Regions from separate parts of the Mus musculus genome. Here all the other regions are linked to region 1. A link is a contact called in public HiCAR-type, HiChIP or PLAC-seq and promoter capture Hi-C data. All regions are on one chromosome and are shown on one strand. The core of a region is the stretch at or near the end of the contact, and the rest is flanking DNA. Distances in the headings are between cores, read along the strand shown.

Region 1 (3,009 bases), core at 189-2,688:
TCCCAAAATATCACCAGCTATTGGGGAACAATCTTAAAAACAAACAAACAAAACCTGTAGGGGACATCTCAGATTCAAACTTTCAGATTTCTTTATTATTTACTATATATAAGGAAGCCCAGTTCATATACTGTAGCTGTCTTCAGACACACCAGAAGAGGACATCAGATCTCATTACAGATGGCTGTGAGCCACCATGTGGTTGTGGGATTCGAACTCAGGACCTCTGAAAGAGCAGTCAGTGCTTTTAACTGATGAGCCATCTCTCCAGGCCCCAGATTCAAACTTTAATGTGCTCAGCATGACATTCACTGTAAGATTCTTTCTCCATGTCCTGTGCTCTGATTTCTCTCCTTTTAGATATTCCTGAATCAAGTTTCTCACATAGTCCCCTTTTCATAATTTGTCGGCTTATTTGATGCTTCATAGAAATTGGATATAAGGGCTGTCGAGAAGGTCCTGAGTTCAAATCCCAACAACCACATGGTGGCTCACAACCATCCGTAATGAGATCTGACACCCTCTTATGGAGTATCTGAGGATAGCTACAGTGTACTTATATATAATAAATAAATAAATCTTAAAAAAAAAGAAAGAAATTGGATATAAGATCTCCTGCCAGATACACCTACCTTAACAAGTCTGACTGTGCTATCTAGCTATGGGACCTCAGATGAGTTATACAACACTGTAAGCCACATATCCCTTAGCTTTGAAACAGATGATTTGTTTCCATCAGGGGTGGCTTCAAGGATACTTAAACAGAAAAGGAAGCAAGCTCAGCAGCCGAGCAACAGCATTAGCACTAACTTGCACTGTTTGTCTATTAACTTGTCTTGAAATAGTCTTGCCATGTAGCTTTTGTTGGCATCAAAGTTTCAATCCTTCTGCTTCCACACCAGCTCCTCTTTCTGACCTTTTAATGTCAGGTTTTCCCAGAGGGTGGTCAGATAACTCAGGATCTTTCCAGGTCTAACCCAGTGTAACCCCCAAGTAAACCGGCCACACGGGAAGGGGAAGACAATGATGGACAGCTAGTATTCAGCTGACTTTGTCTTATTGTTTTCTAACTTACTCCGAAGAGGCAACAACTAGTTAAGTTTAAACCATCCAAACTAGGATGCCCCAGGGACTGAAGGTGTTTCAGAGATGTTAAACAAATAATCCAAAATATCATTGTATTTGCTCCACGACCTGGACAAGTCAATGAACAAAACCAAGGGACCGTCAAAAGCGATGGAAGTAGGTTTTGAGAACGGAGCCCTGTAGGCGAAGCAGGGATCCATTTCCCAATTTTAGCAGAGATGACTTGGGATGCTGGAGCTGTGTGCAGGATTAAGAGTCCCAGTTCTTTCCCCAAAGAGCACCGTGCGCCACCTAGAGGAGCTGAGGGCAGTTGCACGTTCGAAGTCGAGAGAACTTCGGTTTCTATTGGTGAAAACTTTCTGTATTCGTTGGCAGCTTCTCTCTGCACCATCAGAACCTCGGAGCTGTTGGCACACGGAGGAGGTGATCCGAACCTGTCGCTGCCACGGGGCAAGGTGGCTATTTGGTGGATAAAACGGCCAGGAGGCGTAGGTAAGTCGCGGTCCCCGCGAGGTTCTCTGACTTGAGCTCCTACACATCCGAGTTGGGAGGTGGGGGGAGCCGCAGCTTGGGAGTTGGGGGCGGGGAGCTCATTTGTGCCAAGTTTGTTTTTCGTGTTTATTACACCCAGGGTTGGCGGGTCGGTGGCGTCCGAGGGCAGAGTGTGTCCGTGAGGCGTGGGTCTAAAGGCGCCCACTCGGGAGCGCGTCCCCGTGTCTCCGCGTTCTCGCAGTCTCAGGCTTCGCTTTCCCCGAGCTTTTCAGATCACGAGTGTCGCGGGCGGAGGGAAGCAAAGATAACTGGCGTCCCCGCAGCGTCCTGGCTGCATCCCTGTCCTAGCTGCCTGTCCTCAAGGCAGTGACCCCTGAAGGTGTCCTGAAGCAGCGCTGGCGAGCCCTACTGGCCTGCCTGCAGGAAGCAAGGCACAGTGCAGATGAGAAGCCCTGGGCTAGGGAGAGATGACTTAGGGTGACCCATGTTCCTGGAGGCGCTCAGGACAGTGTCATGGTTGCTTGGGAGCTGTGGGAAGTTGTCTCTGGAGAGAAGAGGACTTTTGCGGTGTGACTTTACAAAACAAGGGCCAGGAGAGGTAGCCAGGCATCCTCATTGCGGCAGGACAGAGACGAACCCAGGCGGTCCCCTGGCTCTTCTCAGTTCCTCAAAGGCATGAACCTTGAGAACCCCATCCTCATATCCAACTGCCCTGGACTTGTCAAGGTAGCTGAAAAACGTTTCGCCAATGTAAGCAAGCACACTCCACCTGAAGTCCGTCTACCTGCTGACCTGGAATTGAAGCAATTCCCTGACCCGGTGAGGGATTTGCCCGTGGAAGAGAGAATGCTTGAAAAGGGATATTACTCTAAATGAGAACGAAGGCTCAGAAAACAAAATCAAACAAACCAAAACCAAGCAAACAAAACAATATACCTCCCCATGTATTCTGGAGGTGCCCCTATGGCAAGTTACACTGCCAAGTGCTAGATCTTCAGTTGAAGTTGTGGTTCGAGAGAGCAAAGGTTTGGGGCCCAGTTAGTAAACTTGGGATTTCTTAGACAAGTCCCAAGTCCAAATAGTCGTCAAGGCACCTCCATGACCCCAGTTCCCTTGGTGAGAGGGGAGAACACAGGTTCCGTTCCCCTGAGAGTTAGAAAGATTAATGAACTGAAGGGACAGAGGTATCCTGGGAAAGCCTTACGTGTGGCCTTTACAAGAAAGTGACCAGCACTGTGGCCACAGCTCCTGTCTGCAGTGGCCAGCAGATGCTCCATGCAAGCTTGGTCTTTTCATAATTCCGTGTGGCAAGGGTCAAAGCACGTCTGTTTCTTCATTCCCCCCACCCCCAGCTCTCAGTTCCTCTTTGCCGTGCCACCTGACCCTGCTCCTCAAAATCTTTTATTATTAGATAATAGGAACTGTGTTGCC
Region 2 (3,009 bases), core at 206-2,705, 1.9 Mb before region 1:
GGGGTTATCTATGATGGTGCATGCCTACAACCGTATCTGAGGGATTGGTTGGTACGAAGAGTTCAATGTCAGTTTTAGCCATTTGGTCTCAAAATACTTTTTGTGTGTATAATTGCGTCACCTAAAGCAACTGCTTCAATTTCAGGTCTCTTGGTCCATCGTCATCATATGCCATCCAGGGTACCATGGGGATGCAGCAACTGTATCCCTGTACTTCTTAGATATACTCTTGTTTGTTCGTTTTGTTTGTTTCTTCGTTTTGGATTTTTGAGACAGGGTTTCTCTGTGTAGCCCTGGCTGTCCTGGAGCTCACTTTGTAGACCAGGCTGGCCTCGAACTCAGAAATCCACCTGCCTCTGCCTCCCGAGTGCTGAGATTAAAGGCGTGCGTGTGCCACCACCCCGGGCTTAGATATACTCTTAAGAGGTTTATTATTGAGTGAATATAGCCACTTACTTTGAACAAAAGGACTGTTGAATTCTCTATCACTTTAAATGGCTAACCAAAACATGCCTACTTCTTTGACTTACTTATAAGACTAACTTTCTTACATTGTAACATATTTATACCACTGAAACAATCCCTGCATTGATCATGGTATTTGTTGTTGGATCCTATTTGATGACATTTTATTTAGGATTAAAACAATATGTCATCTTTGTCAGGTTTTATCAACATGCTTTGTGAGATATTAAACAGTAAAATGCTCTATTTTAAAGGCAAAGATTTTGGGCCCATAAATTATTACGTGACACACCAACCTCACACTTTTTTCTGGCCTTCCACATCTAGTCCTAACTTCATTTTCTTTTCTCTTTAAGCCCAGCCCATTGTTATAATAAGTTCACAGACTGTTGTTTAGCCTAAGCTGAACTTTCAGCCTCAGGAACCGTGAACTTGCTCAAGACAAAGAGGGGATCAAGCCCGCCTCTTCCAAAAAGCCCTTTGTGGATCCTGTGACCCAGCTTGCAGTTACACTGCTAAGGCCTTCATTATCTGACCCACTTTTTAAAGTCATTTGGAAAGAAACCACATGGTCAAGAGGTAAAAGAAGCCCTGTGGAATGAAGAGATGGATTTGAGTCATCTCTAATCATATGGCCCAAGGCAAATTACCCAAATCTCCATTGTCTTCCCCTAAACTGATGTGTGTGTATATATATATATATATAAACACATACATATATATGTGTATATATTTATTATATATAGCACAATGTTTTAATGTATGTATATAATGTGAGGGCAAAGATCAAGCAAGAGGAGGAGGGATGGAGGCTACGATGTTTGAGGCTAACTTGGGCTAATACAGAGCCCCTGTTTCAAAGCCATAACATTATCTCTTCTCTTAGGACTTTCTAGTGCACACTGCTCATAACTGTAGCCACTATGTAGCATAGCAGCCTTCTTTCTGAGCTTGCTCCTCCTAACTGAAATTTGATCACTAGCCCCACAGGCTCCCTTCTCCCTAGTCCCAGTAACCACCTCTCTACTTTCTGTTGGTGCGACTTGACTTTTTCAGTGCTCCTTAATGAGATCCGTAAGTATTTGTGCTGTATGTCTACTTTGCTTAACATCCTCCAGGTTCATTCCAGATCGTCCCAGGTGACAGGATTTCCTTCATTTTAAAGTCGGACAGCTCTCTGGGCCCTCAAACAAGAGACAATGAGGTGGGCCTCCTGGATGGAGTTGCTAAGACTGGACTAGCGCGCACAGAATGCAATTAGCCTCTTATTTCGCAGCAAGCAGGAAAACCAGCGCCTTTGAATGTAAGACCTAAAACCAGAGAGACACAGCTTCCCCGAAATCGGGGCACTAAGCTAGAAAGCGGGGTCCAGCACAGGGTCCCCAGAGAGGCCAGGGTCGCCGATCCCGGCCGAGGAGGGAGGCGGGGCGCAGCGCGCAGCCCCCTCCCTTCTCTTTGTCCCCTTCCCCTTCCCTCGCTCCCTTGAACTCTCTCCTCCTCCTCTGGTTTCTCTTCTCGCTCCCGCGGCCCCCTCCTCCCCGCACGGCTGAACTCGAGCTCAGCCCGCCAGGCCGGGCCGCTTCAGGGGGAGGCGCCAAGTGTCTGCTGTTCTTGGCCCCGGGCGAGCAGTCCCCGCTGCCGGGGAGCGGAAAGGACGCGCGGCGCGGAGGTAAGCCTGCGTGTGGGCGGCAGGCGCGGGTGGGCGGGCGAGTCCCGGGGGCGAAGGCCAGGCGGAGGCCTCACCCTGCGCCCGGCCCGGTGCGCAGCCGCTGCGGGGGCAGGGCGCAGCGCCAACCCACCCGGGCCGGGGCCCGGCGCGCACGCGCGAGCCCGTGGACCAGGTCGCTGGGGTAGCTCTGGGTTCACGTCCCTTCCCGGGCCCTGGGACCGCGTAGCGGTGCGCATGCGCGCAGGCCCAGCCCGGGGTCCGTTTTGTGCGTCGCCCCGAGGCCACGGCTGTGGGGTTCCCGCTTCCAGTTGGGGGAACCCCTGCCCCTGGTGTCTCCAACCCTCCCGTGCACGCGGCGCGAGCTAGCGGTGACGTTTCCAGGACTTTCCGCTCTTTCCCGCCCGCAGCCGCCTCGCCGACCCCATGGCGGCACACGCTTTAGGCCTTTGGTCCCCGAAGTGGAGGGATGGCTGGGAAGGCCTGGCTGTCCTAAGGGTTTTCAGTCCTTTGGGCGTTGCTGAGGCCGGAAGTGGAGGAGTTTAGAGGTGAAAAACTTTTCCCGATGCCCCTTCTTGGCGGCGATGGAACTTCCGCCTGAGTTGAAGCTAGGCTTCCAGCCGCCTTTTTGCCTTTCTTTACAAGGTAAAGATTTAACTCGGACTGTAGCAGAGGACACCGAGGTGCTGCTCCCTTGCACACCCTGAGATTGCCCTGGCTGCACGGACTAAGCTTGGCCACATTGGGCCACTTGACGAGTTTGTTGTGACAATCAGAGAGATTTAATAAATGTGGCCACGTTGGGAAAGGGAACAAAGAGAGGTTCAGTGACCCAGGACCCCTTAGAGGCCCTAACTTGAAGTTTAGGTTTAAATCGT
Region 3 (3,009 bases), core at 319-2,818, 1.7 Mb before region 1:
AAAACAACAAAAACACCCCCTCCCAAAAAAACAAAAACAACAACAACAACAAAAACTCGAGAACTTAATGATGGGCTAGAAATTGAAGGACCGTGAGAGACAAAAACAACTCCCATCTACAATGGATCTATACTCTCAAAACTAGTGCTGACAATAACAACAATCATATTGTTTCAATTTCTGTTACTTAATCACACAGTAGCACAGTCAAGAAAAAAAATGTTGAAATACAATAAATATCTCTCTGTTGTTCTTATTGGATCCACATGAACTTAAGTTTAGATTCCACTTAATAAATGGAGAGAAAAGTTCTTTGAGAGAACACAGTACCAAACACAAGACCAAAAAAGAAAAAAGGGAGGGGGAGGCACCAGAATCCGTGAATGCTCAAAGGCAAAAGGCAAGAAATAATGAAGCATGCTGCGGGCCAATCAGCACGCAAGAAGAGTTCTACCCTGAAAAAAAAGGGGAACAAAGTTTAGAAACTTCCAAGCCCTTGCATTTAAATGTCTCCTGAAACTTTTGCCCACATACCAGTTCTTCTAAGAGTTCTGCTCCATCAGTCTCCACAGATGGCTTTAAATCCCCCCGGGCCTCAAAGCATTGTTCTAAAGAAACCCCCACAAAGCCCGGGAGCTGAGGACCCCGTGAGCAATTGACACCCACGACCCTGCGCTTTGCCTACAAGGCTTTTCTTGGCCTCTCCCAGGACCAAGCTGCCGATGCAGCGCAAGCTCAGAGAGGGCAAGGCTCCCAACTGTTGCATCGCAGGACGACTGCAAAAGAGAAAGTCAACCCACCCCGGGGGTGCTTCGGATCTCCACGGAGAAAAAAGGGAGGAAGAAAGAAAACAAACACCGGTCGAGTTTTTTTTTTCTTTTTTTAAATATTTATTTCAATTGTTTTTGCATCTGACCGGGGCTCTCCGGGACCCGCCGGCTCCGCGCCTGGGCGTCGCTGGAGTAGAGCCTGCACCTGTCACTTCGCTCGGGAGCAGGAGCCCCACCCGCCCGACACCTGTCAAGCCGCAGCCCAGACCCCTTCGGGATGCCCTCCCCGTCGCCCGCGAGCCCGGGACCGTGTCAGCGCGCCGCCGCCACCCCCGCAGAGATGGGGGACCAAGGGGACCCCGGAGACCCGGGGCGCCGCTCCTACCGCCAGCCCGGCCCCGCCGAGATGCGCCCGCCCGGCGTCCCCGCCGGGATGCACCCGGCGTCCCCGCTCCCTTCCCTTCCCTTCTCTCCGGCCCGCGGCGGCCGCGCTCCTCACCTGGCCAGGGGCAGCTCTTCGGGGCCGCTGTCCTGCGCGGGGTCGTCCTCCCGAGGCGGCGGCGGCGGCGGTGGCGGGGGCTCGGCGGCCGCGGCTCTGCGCGGGGCTTTGGGCGGCATGACGCGCAGCGCGGGCCGGCGCGAGCAGCCGAGGGAGGCGCGCGGGGAGGCGGGCGGGCGCGCGCGCACGCCGGGCACGCCCCGTCCTCACCCGACTCCCGTTACAAAAATAATGGGAACGTCCCCCGAGGAAAACCGGACGCGCCCGGCAACCGAGCGCCCGGGCCAACCGCGGGAAAACGTCACTTCCGCCCGCGGCGTCACGTCCGCGAGGCTCGCGGGCCGCGGGCGTCAGTGGGGAACCGGGGCGGCGGTGGCGGCGGCGGCGGGCAAGGGCGAGGGCGAGGGCGAGGGCGCGGGCGGGAAGCCGCGGGGAAGCCGCGCCTGCCCGGGCCTGTCTCCGCCCGCGTCGTCCCCGTGGGCGGCGCCAGCCGAGGCGGGGCCGGCCCGCTGCGAGGAGCCGCGGCCTCTGGGAGAACGCTGGACAGGGCGCGCCCCTCGCCCGGCCCGCGCGGCCGGCAAAACAAAAACAAACGTGCCGGGCCAGTGGGAGGTGGGCTCGGCCCGGGTGGGCGGTCCAGGGTGGGGCCATTGGTGGCCTTCTGGAGACAAGGGAAGATGGGCGATGCACGCACAGACTATAGTCTTTTGATGGGGAAACAGGAGGCGCGGTCCGAGCGGGACAGATCTTAGCGGGAAAGTAGCTTTTGAAAACCAGTTTGCCAGGCGGACCCGACTTTGAAAAATCGCTTACAAACGCGTTTGAGACGAAAGCAGAAAACCAGTTGGCCGTGTTCATGCGCACGATCCGGCCTCCTTTCATAATGGTTTCTCCGAGACAGCCGGTCAAACTGGGAAGGTCGGCATTCCACTTTTGCGGGTTGGAAGTGGGGAGTTCGGGGAGCCAATTTGCCCGCGTCACATAGCAGGTCCCTGGCAGAGGACTCGAACCCAAGTAATATTTGTCTGACCATGTCGCCGACGCACAGACACCGGAAAAGAGCATACTTTATACTAGAACTACCTACCGCCACCAAAAGCTGGCTCAGCAATGGTAGCTTTTCTAGTTACGTTTTACCTGTCAGTCAACATAATTTTCTCCCTTTGTCAGTCCTTATTCATACAACTCACTAATTGAAGTGCTGTGAATAAAATACAGTTGTTGTTCTGGTGTAAACTATCTTGGAACAGCTGAGCAAGGACTGAGGAATCGAGAACTTAATTGGGTAGGTTGCAAGCCTGGGCTTATTTTCTGCCTTGATGTCAGATGAGTGAAGGATACATGGGCCTCCTTCAATTTTCAGACTTGCCTAACTTCAGAAGCCTTCTAGAGACCAAATGTTTGTCAGGAGGTAGAGCCCCAGGCCCTGATGCAGCCACGGAGAATGAATGGAATTAAAATAGCACTTGAGTTCACTTTGTCCCAGATTTAGGCAAGAGCTCAGGCTACATACAGTCTAGGTTTGGTGAAGATAAAAGATAGACTGTGGGAGCCTGATCAAATAATATACAGAAATGATACAGTCCTGCCTCATAATTATCAGAGAATGTGACACTTGGCCAATTGATGCCACCTTGGTATTTGTGGCAAGCTACTCTTAAGTTTGAGACAGAATGGCAAAGGAACTTGGGTCCTCAGACGCGTAACAGAGCTGGTGACCGGTCATCTCTGCTGGTACTG
Region 4 (3,009 bases), core at 298-2,797, 1.6 Mb before region 1:
TCCGGACAAAAGAGATATGATAATTTGCTATGACAATTTTTACCTGTGAATTCTAAACATGTTTTCAAGACCAAGAGTGTTTGTACTAGGTTCAGGAAAACAATACTAAAACCAGAACCCTTAATCCTTTTAGGGAATCAGCTCTCTCATCTCAGGGGAAGACAGTCATTTAAAAAAATCAACATGATGTTTGCTTTTAGCTGGAACGTTTCCAGAAAACATGTCCAAACAGCCCAGACTGCTATTATATATCCAAAAATTTTATAGGGTATTAGTGGCCTGTTTCTTTACAGTAATTTTCATTAGATCATTAAAAAACAAACAAACAAAAACAAAAACTCTCCTTACTACTTGTACCATGGACACAAACGACTGATTTTAAGTCAAAACTAAAATTACCCAAGTGACAATAGGTATTAAAAAGTGTTAGTGAAAAACGAAGCAGCACCCGCTGTTAGTATTCATAGGTATCAAATGTCAGAAGCCCTAAAAAGGCAAAAAGAAAACTTAGGCAAAAATTATATTTATATTTAAAAGAATATTACTGTACATCACTTTTAAAAATTGAATCCAGTGACAGCATCACTCAGTGCTAACCGGGGATGTGGTAACACAAAGGTTACCTATTTTGTAGGGATGGGAGCAAATTCCTATGTTTTGGTTCCAGTTTCACTTATTCAGAAGTACCCACAAAGAGGCTGATAAAAGTCAACTGTTGGGTTACATGGGAACAGCCACAATAGCAATTACTTTCACCTGGAATATTTGTTACAATAATAAAATCACCAGCCAGAAACTACTCCCAGTATACTGTTGTCTTCTCTCTCCAGACCCCAAGGTGTTCACCTGCCAACACCGAAGGCCATTTGTAGGCAAGGGAGTTTGTAAAAGAAAAGGGCTTTTAAAAAATGAAGATGCTTACAGTTGCTGGACTTAGTCCAAGTGCTGTTCAGCCTAGAAACGAAAGTAGGAAACAACAGAGGTTTAGGCTTGTTATGATGTCAGCCATTTTAGGCACAGTATTTATACTGGAAAAAAAGTGCCAAACTCGGTGGTGGCGGTGCCTGTCGCTGCAGGTTCCCGGGCTACCAAGCCAAGTGCAAAGCCGCGGGACCTCGTACACCTGTGCAACTGTCCCCTCGGGGGTCGCCAGGGCCAGGACCCCGCCCCGCTCGCTGCACACACACACACCACGGTACCCGGGAGCGGAGGACCGTCCGGGAAACCGTCCCCGCCGCCGGGACCCCGCCCGCGACCCCAGCCAGGACCTTGCAATCCACCGCCACGGCATCCGGAGGGACGATGAGCGCCTCCTCGCTGCTCTTGGGCTCGTCCTTCTTGGCCTCCTTCTGGGCCAGCGCCGAGTTGAACGTCACCTTCACCATGGTGCGGCCTGGGGCGCCCTAGGCGGCGACGGCGAAGGCTGGGGTCGCGGCTGGCAGGATCCCGGCTGCGAAGGCAGCCTTGTCGGCCGAGCTCAGGGCACGACTCTGCAGCGGAGGAGCGGACTGCGCGACAGCAGCAGCGGCTCAGTGCAGCGCGGTTTCCGGCCTCGCAGCTGGGGCGCGGGCGCAGGGCGGGGGCCCGGAGGGGCGGGGCCTTGAGCGGGGCGGGGCCTGGCTTCACGCCAGACCCTCCCTGGTTCCCCCCACCCCCACCCAGGACTCAGCGGGAATCTGGCCAGGCTTTGTGGAGGGCGCGCCTGGTTGAGCTAGGACTTGTTGCCCCTCTGGGCTGCCTGGATTTTCCGGTTCTGAATTTGCTTCCAACTAGTTCTCCTCAGGGGCCCAGTGTTGCAAGTTGATAAGAAAATGGGGTGAACTCTGTCGGTTGGCTACGTAGGATAAGTTAACTTCTGGTAGCACCAAATTCTCTTTGATTGTGAGCCCAAAGGCCATGGAATTTTTGTGTGAGAAAAACAAACAAACAAACCCAAAAGCTCCGTTTAATCATTTATTAGTAAGCGACTTAGTAGAGCATAGGAATATTTGAAGCACTGTGTCCTAGTGTCCTGGTGATCTGACTTATCTCCCACAGACCTCACCCTAAGGTGTTGCCTGGTTGACTAAGCTGGTCTTTTCTTCCTCCCTCAGAGGTCAGTTCCTGCCCAGCCTAATCTCAAGCCAATGACCAGGAACCCTCTTCATCCATTTGTATTCCTAAAATTCTAAACTGGTAAAACAAAATGTACCAACCGAGCTCATTTGTATAAGCAAGCCAAAACAAAACAAAACAAAAAACCATATTTGCCTTAGGCCAATCTGTGATTTGTGACAACGTACTTAGGACAAGTTCTTATTTTTCTTCAAAATAAAAAATTCTCCTTTTTTGAAGAGGTTTTTGCTTCTGGTTGACAGAAGACATTGGCCCACACACTGGGTTTACAGCCATGTCTCCAGATGGTCCTTTGGTCAAATGACTGATCCTGTAGCCTTCTCCATATCCTCTCCTTGTCCACCTACAGGAGTGTCTGTTGGCCAGAAGGATTCTGCTGTGTGAGCTCTGGCCTAGGCCAACCTTGAAGACAGCAGTTGAGACCAGAGTTCTTGAGCCCCTGGCTCTATTCAAGGAGGGAATTATCTTTATTTCTTTTTATTTTTAAATATTTAATTTTTATGCCTATGATTTTTTTTTTTTTTTTTTTTTTTTTTTTTTGCCTACATGTACCTGTGCCTAAGGAAGTCAGAAAAATGAGTCAAGTCCCGTGGAACTGGGGTTACAAATGGTTGAGAACCGCCATGCGGTTGCTGGGAACCAAGCCTTGGGTCTTCTGGAAGAGCAACAAATGCTTTTAACTGCCGAGCCGTCTCTCCATTCCCATATTTCTATTTTTGCCTCTGGGACTGAGTAGGACTCCGTTTCATGAAAGAGAAGGTGAGGGGGTGGATGGTTTTATAAATAGAGAAAAAAAAAGTAAGCAGAGGAAAGCAGATTGTCATTCCAGAGTCACACTGGAAGCCAAGACAAGAAAGCAGAACAGCGGAACCATAGCTCACTGGTTAGTACTAA
Region 5 (3,009 bases), core at 253-2,752, 1.5 Mb before region 1:
ACATGCTTTTGGTCTGTCTGAACGCTCTTGCTTACTCTCTCACTCTCTATGTCATACCACTGTTTACAGTTTCCAAAGAGAAATGCAGAGCAGGAAATTATCCAGCCTAACATCTATCAACAGAGGCTCCAGAGTGGTTTGTTCGCCCCGCCCAGGAGATTTCCCAGGACCCTTCTCTCTACCTTTGCCTTTGACCCTTTCTCCTGATGATTCAGGCCGAGACAGCTCTGATGGCTGCCTTTCTTGCCTTGCATTTCTTGGGGCCACCTTGAACCTACTCAGGCTCCTGGCAGGACCTGCCATACAGGAACCCAAACATATCCATTATCACCCAAAATAGGCAGGATAGGTCAGAGTTTTAGACTCTTTGGACTTTGGCCATTTCGTAGTCCTTGGTGATAGAGCCTGGATAGACTCTTCACTTTTTCTGAGAATCTAAAGTTTCTGATCAGCACCCTAGAACAACCTAAGCCAAAAAGCTTTTTTTTTTTTTTTTTTTTGCAAACATTTAAATATGCATGTGTCAGAATTCTCTCTTGTGAAACGATATTTGCACCTCCTAACTTCATCCCTTTTCATCTTGAACCTTGCATCCACTGCTCTGTGAGTTCGATATACATCCATAGGGAAAAGCCGCTGACACTTCTAGAATTCACTTGTGCCAACGCTCTTTGAAATTGTAAGGATTTTTTGTTTGTTTTTTTTTTTGTTTGTTTGTTTGAGAAGCATCTCAGTGGTTTGGCCGGAGCCTGAGAAATAGCTCTGCAGTGATTTGCACAACACACTGGTATGTCGGGAGTGTGCACACGCAGATCCTGGAAGTGGATTGCCTGAGCAGCCGGCAGATGAAGCGTTTTGCCCTTGTCTGCTTGAGAACAGATAAAAAGCCTGGATCAGACAGAGTGAAATGTGGCCATTTGGCAAGGGCTTTCCAGGGAGAAGAAAAGGTCTGGCAACCAGCAGCCTTTGAAGCTTCAGATCTCCTAGGAGAGAGAATTGAGTGCCTGTAATTAGAAATTTTATATCAGGTATTAGATTCACAAAATGGGCAGGGAATGTTCTGGAAGCCTGACTTCTGAGGACAGGGAGTCACTGTATGCATGTCTGCATTGGGACTGCCCAAAGGGAATAACTTATTGGGGGAGGGGGGGGGTGAGAACTAGACCTGGCAGCTGTCCAGCAAGACGAAGAGCAACATGTTATCCAAGAAGAGGCCGGGGGCCAAGCCCCAGAGGCTCTGAAAGGACAAAGAGCCCACTGTTCCACAGAAACAAGGACCAAGAGGCCTCCTTTAACCTCGTTGCTTTTACTCAAACATTTAGCAGTAAATTCACCTTTGTGCCTTTAATGATACAAATCTGGGCAGAGAGTGCACCTTTGGGTGCATCTGACAGTTAATGGAAATTTGGAAATCACAATGCATTTTTCGGGAAGACACAATGGACGGCAATGTGGGGGTCTCGGGGTGGATACAGTTCTGCACTTGCTGGCACTAAGCTATGTTTATCTCCAAGCCTTTGTGGGTAGAGTACAGTGACTCATTTGTGCACAGGGCCATATAGTTCTTTCTGGATTGTGATAAACATTCAGACCCAAGGTTAAGGAAATTCGAGGCAAACTGTGCCAATATAACTATATTGTTTAAGCTCATCAAATGCTTCAGGAATTAAATCAAATTACTATGCATTTATCAAGCATCTGTCTTACCACGTGAGGGCTCACGGGCAAAAGCAAACTGGTTTGAAATGCAAGGAAACGGAAAACAAAGAGATTACAGCCAATCTTTTCTGAATTGTCTTCCCAGAGTGAAAGACAGGATGCTCACGAACTTACCAACAGCTGAAGGAAACGTTTCTGGGAACTCTCACACATAGCACAGCCAAAGCAAATATTTTGATCGGGAAGAAAACAAAGGTTGAAATGAATGTAAAACTGACCTTCACAGAAGATTCGAGATGAGTCTCGTGATGACAAAAAATGCTAAGCATGTCCTTAGGTGTAGGACAAACTGTTCAAAGGTTAAAGGGCCGGGGCAGCATATCGGAAGACCAATTTAAACATCTTAGTCTGTGGAAAACAAGTTCTGTGTAATTTCTTTTTGTGGTGCTGAGGGTTAGACCCAGAGTCTCCCATGTAGTAGGCAAGCACACCACCTCTGTACTGCTGCCCTAGCTCCACAGCCTCTTTTCTTGAGGGTCTCATTAGATCTCCCAGGCAGGCATGAACTTGCTATAGATATGTCTCAGAATATAGAGTTTCGTTAGGTCTTAAATTTCCAGCCTTCCGACTCAGCCTCGCAAGTCCGAGTTAGCCATGCTGGGATAATTGTTCTTCTTTCTTTCTCTTTAAATCTTTGTTTCCTCTCCATTCCCATTTTAACTCCCTCTTCTGTCCTCCCTCGCTTGCTTCCTCCTTCTTTTCCTCTTCCTTCTTCCCCCATTCTTTTCTTTTTCTTTTTCCCTCTTTTCCGTCATCCTTCTGTGTCTTAACATTAGGAAGAAAAGAGCAAAAATAATTATTCTGTTGAAAGCCATGAGTTAGAATTTGGCCAAGGCAATTCAGATGGCAGTGAACTACATTTGTACTAGGTAATTGACTGTACTTTAGCAACATTAATTTGTTGACTGATGGCTGCTAAGAGCAATTAGTCTCTACCATGGGTCCTTAAATTCAGAAGGTTCTTGAAGACACTGAGCCAGTAGAGACCATCTCCAATCACTCTGTGCTACCATCAGAGAATACCTTAGGCTGGATTGCCATAATAAACAGAAATGCGATACCCTTGAAGGTGGGAAGGCCAAGACGTAGGAGCCACATCTGGCAAGGCTCTTTTTGCTACACATTTAAATGAAGAAGTTGATGACTCCCACATTTGAAGTTAGAGATTTGCCACAGGCCTGGTGCCAGCTGGATTTACACAGTGGTGAGTACCAGGACAGCGAGGCTGTACAGTAAGATGTTTTCTTAAAGACAAACAAGAAAGGATGATGGTGGAGTGCTCTGTCTCTT
Region 6 (3,009 bases), core at 214-2,713, 1.5 Mb before region 1:
GGGTGGTGGTGGTACACGCCTTTAGTCCGAGTACTTTAGAGGCAGAGCCTGGTGAACCTCTGTGAGTTTGAGGCCAGATTGGTCTACAGAGGGAATTCCAGGACATCCAAGACTGTACAGAGAAACCCTATTTCTAAAAACAAAAACAAAACCCAACAAAAACCACTCCCCAAAACCCAAAACAAAACCAACCAACCAAACAAACAAACAACAATAAAAAACAACCCAACAACAACAAAACCCAGGCTTCTGAGTCAACTGTACCCAGGAAAAAAAGAAACATTAATTAATGTTCCTTTCGGGTTGTGTTTTGAAAGTGCATTAAATGCCTTCCTTATGCTTCAAAATTCCAGTTTAAGCCTAAAAATTGAGGCAATTAGGCAACAGAGAAAGAGATGATTAGCATTAAGGGGCATGCAACACTTGTACTTCCAGGCCACATAGGAAAGTACAGGTTACCATCAAGAGGAAGGAAGTTGTCAGCCTGGTAATGTTTCCCTGTCATGGAGAGCCAGTGAGAGGCTCCTCCATCCAGTGAATCCATCACGCCATAATCCCAACACTCAGAAAACTGAGGCAGGCAGATCTCGGTCTCTTATAACTAAATAAGCCTATTAGATAATAGTGACCCAGATAATTACATAATAGGAAGTCTCAGATTTCCTTTGAAATTGTCTACAGAATCAAGTATGGTGCTTGTTAGATAAGGCGTAGGAAGGCTTGAAGCTTTACCTTCCAAGTGTTTTATAACACTACATTATTTTATATTACTATACAAGACTAAAGGAAATCACACCGAATCTGGATGTCTTAGATACTTTTATTGTATTTTAAGGCACACTCTCGGATTAGAACACATTTTTGAGCAGAGCCAGGGTTTCTTCACGATTGCACAGAAACTGACTTAGCTACCCTTCCCCCTTTGTGGGACTGACACATCCACATCGCAGAAGCGGCGGGGCCAGCCTCACAAAACTCTGATATATTTAAATCTCATGGGGCAAAAGGAAAAGTCCCAGTTAACATCCACTTTCTCTGTAAACACTAAGAAATACAAACGACTTCCACTTGCAGCCAGGAGAGGGCAGAGCGAGGACTAACGGGGCCCGGGTACTGGCACAGCACCCCCTCCTGGCTGGATCCCGGAGGACACCGGGGCCGTAGAGAGCTCGCGGAACTCAACTGCGCACTGAAGCGCGTCACACGGACCGAGAATGGCGTGCGGACTAGTGATATTCCCGAAGCTTCCGCTTCCCGGAGGTCGTCCTGCTCACCCGAATTCCAAATGGCCCCCAGGAAGCTGGAAACTGCCGGCTCCAAACGATCCTTTCCTTTTCCCCAGAAGGACGCAGCGAGGATGCTCGCAGCTCAGCACCACCACGCCGACCCCAACTCCTGGCCGCCGCCTCGGCTCTGCGTTAGCGGCCATAGCATTTGGCTGACCCCGGAAGTGACGTTGAAGCTGTACGGGAACCGGCAGGAGCCTCGCTGATTGCTCGCTGAGTGTTGTGTCTCACGAATCACCTGTCGCCTGGTGCATAGATCATGCAGAAACAACCATATAAATAACTAACATAAGAGTACTGAAAGATGATTTGGGGAAGTAAATGAGACTAATTAAGTTTCTTTAGGATAAATTCATATTTTAGAGAAAAACAAATTATAGTAGATAAAAATATACATCAACTAAAACTGAAATATGAAAAGAAAAACTTGGGGAAATCAGCTGTAACAAGATTGACATCTTAAATCTTTGGACGGGTGGGTTTACTTTAAAAGTATTACTTTATTTCTACTAATGTGTGCATAATTTTAGAAACCCAATAGTACAAAACTGCCCAAGGACAGACACTATCCCTTTTAGCCCTGCTTCCAGAGACAGCTTTAACTCTTTGAAATGTTAGTTTTTATATTTCCACACATATATCTGAGTGTATACTTAATTTGTATCCTAAGTAATTGTCTTAGTGAGGGTTTCCGTTGCTGTGAAGAGACATTATGACCAAGGCAACTCTTATAAAGGACAACATTTAATTGGTGCTTGCTTGTAGGTCCAGAGGTTCAGTCCATTATAATCAATGCAGGAAGCATGGCAGCATCCAGGCAGTCGTGGCACTGGAGGAGGTAAGAGTTGTATATCTTGTTCTAAATTCAAACAGGAAAAGATTCAAACAGCAACTGGGAGAAGTATCTCAAAGCCCATCTCCCACAGCGACACACTTCCTCCAAAAAGGCCACAACCACTCCAACAAGGACACACCTCCCTGGGCCAAGCATATTTAAACTACCATAGTAATCCATTAGAAAGTTTCAGTATCCATTAGGTATGCTTAGCAAAGTCCTAAGTTTTGCCAATCAACGAATGTGCAAATGAATAGACAGTTTAAAACGAGAAACAAAAATAATAACTATTTTTAAAAGTGTTGACTATCTCCATTGAGGAATTGAGATGCCATCTGTACTGGCTGGTTTTGGGTGTCAACTTGACACAGGCTGGAGTTATCACAGAGAAAGGAGCTTCAGTTGGGGAAGTGACTCCATGAGATCCAGCTGTGGGGCATTTTCTCAGTTGGTGATCAAGGCATGAGGGCCCACCATGGGTGGTGTCATCTCTGGGCTGGTAGTCTTGGGTTCTATAAGAAAGCAACTTGAGCAAGCCAGTAAGAAAGATCCCTCCATGGCCTCTGCATCAGCTCCTGCTTCCTGACCTGCTTGAGTTCCTGTCCTGACTTCCTGTAGTGATGAACAGCAATTTGGAAGTGTAAGCTGAATAAACCCTTTCCTCCCCAACTTGCTTCTTGGCCATGCTGTTTGTGCAGGAATAGAAACTCTGGGCAAGATACCATCTTACCCCAGTCAGAATGGCTATCATCAAGAGATCTGACAACAAATGTTGGAAAAGTTGTGGAGAGAGAAGAACCCTTATTCAGTGTTGAGGGGAGCAAACTAACACAGACATTATGGAAATAAGTGTGGTGGTTTCTCAAAAAATTAAATATAGACCCACCC

Evidence for each region. Promoter capture Hi-C pulls out the DNA fragments that hold promoters and counts their contacts. HiCAR-type assays count read pairs that join an accessible place to other places. HiChIP or PLAC-seq counts read pairs in DNA pulled down with a chosen protein or histone mark.
Region 2: a promoter capture Hi-C map of pre-B cells shows a contact between it and region 1, with 3 times the contacts expected there. The contact joins the promoter of Rcbtb2 here to the promoter of Rubcnl in region 1. A contact is called at or near these places in 1 of 39 promoter capture datasets (pre-B cells) and 1 of 115 datasets of contacts at active chromatin or transcription factors (large pre-B cells).
Region 3: a promoter capture Hi-C map of liver shows a contact between it and region 1, with 2.8 times the contacts expected there. The contact joins the promoter of Rb1 here to the promoter of Rubcnl in region 1. A contact is called at or near these places in 5 of 39 promoter capture datasets (the C10 cell line, cranial neural crest, hippocampal neurons and 2 more), 1 of 484 Hi-C or Micro-C datasets (B cells) and 1 of 115 datasets of contacts at active chromatin or transcription factors (large pre-B cells).
Region 4: an H3K27ac HiChIP or PLAC-seq map of microglia shows a contact between it and region 1, with 4 times the contacts expected there. The contact joins the promoter of Itm2b here to the promoter of Rubcnl in region 1. A contact is called at or near these places in 3 of 39 promoter capture datasets (cranial neural crest, embryonic stem cells and hippocampal neurons) and 3 of 115 datasets of contacts at active chromatin or transcription factors (acute myeloid leukemia, astrocytes and microglia).
Region 5: a contact with region 1 is called in a HiCAR-type map of astrocytes, with 4 times the contacts expected there. The contact joins the enhancer-like site here to the promoter of Rubcnl in region 1. A contact is called at or near these places in 5 of 39 promoter capture datasets (the C10 cell line, embryonic stem cells, hippocampal neurons and 2 more), 1 of 484 Hi-C or Micro-C datasets (B cells), 3 of 115 datasets of contacts at active chromatin or transcription factors (astrocytes, embryonic forebrain and large pre-B cells) and 1 of 9 other capture datasets (liver).
Region 6: a promoter capture Hi-C map of embryonic stem cells shows a contact between it and region 1, with 6 times the contacts expected there. The contact joins the promoter of Nudt15 here to the promoter of Rubcnl in region 1. A contact is called at or near these places in 7 of 39 promoter capture datasets (the 3T3-L1 cell line, the C10 cell line, embryonic stem cells and 4 more) and 3 of 115 datasets of contacts at active chromatin or transcription factors (embryonic forebrain, large pre-B cells and microglia).

The regions. Positions count from the first base shown.
Region 1 is chr14:75,014,589-75,017,597 of GRCm38.p6, forward strand. It overlaps Rubcnl (RUN and cysteine rich domain containing beclin 1 interacting protein like), which reads left to right and starts at 1,439. Exons shown (of 14, transcript NM_198642.2): 1 at 1,439-1,578.
Region 2 is chr14:73,141,055-73,144,063 of GRCm38.p6, forward strand. It overlaps Rcbtb2 (regulator of chromosome condensation (RCC1) and BTB (POZ) domain containing protein 2), which reads left to right and starts at 1,456. Exons shown (of 15, transcript NM_001170694.1): 1 at 1,456-1,539.
Region 3 is chr14:73,324,254-73,327,262 of GRCm38.p6, forward strand. It overlaps Rb1 (RB transcriptional corepressor 1), which reads right to left and starts at 1,569. Exons shown (of 27, transcript NM_009029.3): 1 at 1,270-1,569. The coding sequence starts at 1,388.
Region 4 is chr14:73,383,742-73,386,750 of GRCm38.p6, forward strand. Itm2b (integral membrane protein 2B) reads right to left here and starts at 1,548. Exons shown (of 6, transcript NM_008410.3): 1 at 1,269-1,548. The coding sequence starts at 1,385.
Region 5 is chr14:73,501,894-73,504,902 of GRCm38.p6, forward strand. No RefSeq gene overlaps it. Among named protein-coding and RNA genes, the nearest start is that of Med4, 6.7 kb to the right of the region's middle. Within about 2 kb of position 1,503, at least 78 of the 459 cell types and tissues checked have an H3K27ac peak or open chromatin away from gene starts, as enhancers often do. A contact at or near this core is called in astrocytes and embryonic forebrain, where this site is marked.
Region 6 is chr14:73,523,786-73,526,794 of GRCm38.p6, forward strand. It overlaps Nudt15 (nudix (nucleoside diphosphate linked moiety X)-type motif 15), which reads right to left and starts at 1,464. Exons shown (of 3, transcript NM_001360484.1): 1 at 1,275-1,464. The coding sequence starts at 1,429. Gm41209 (a long non-coding RNA gene) reads left to right here and starts at 1,517. Exons shown (of 3, transcript XR_874819.2): 1 at 1,517-1,761; 2 at 2,052-2,124.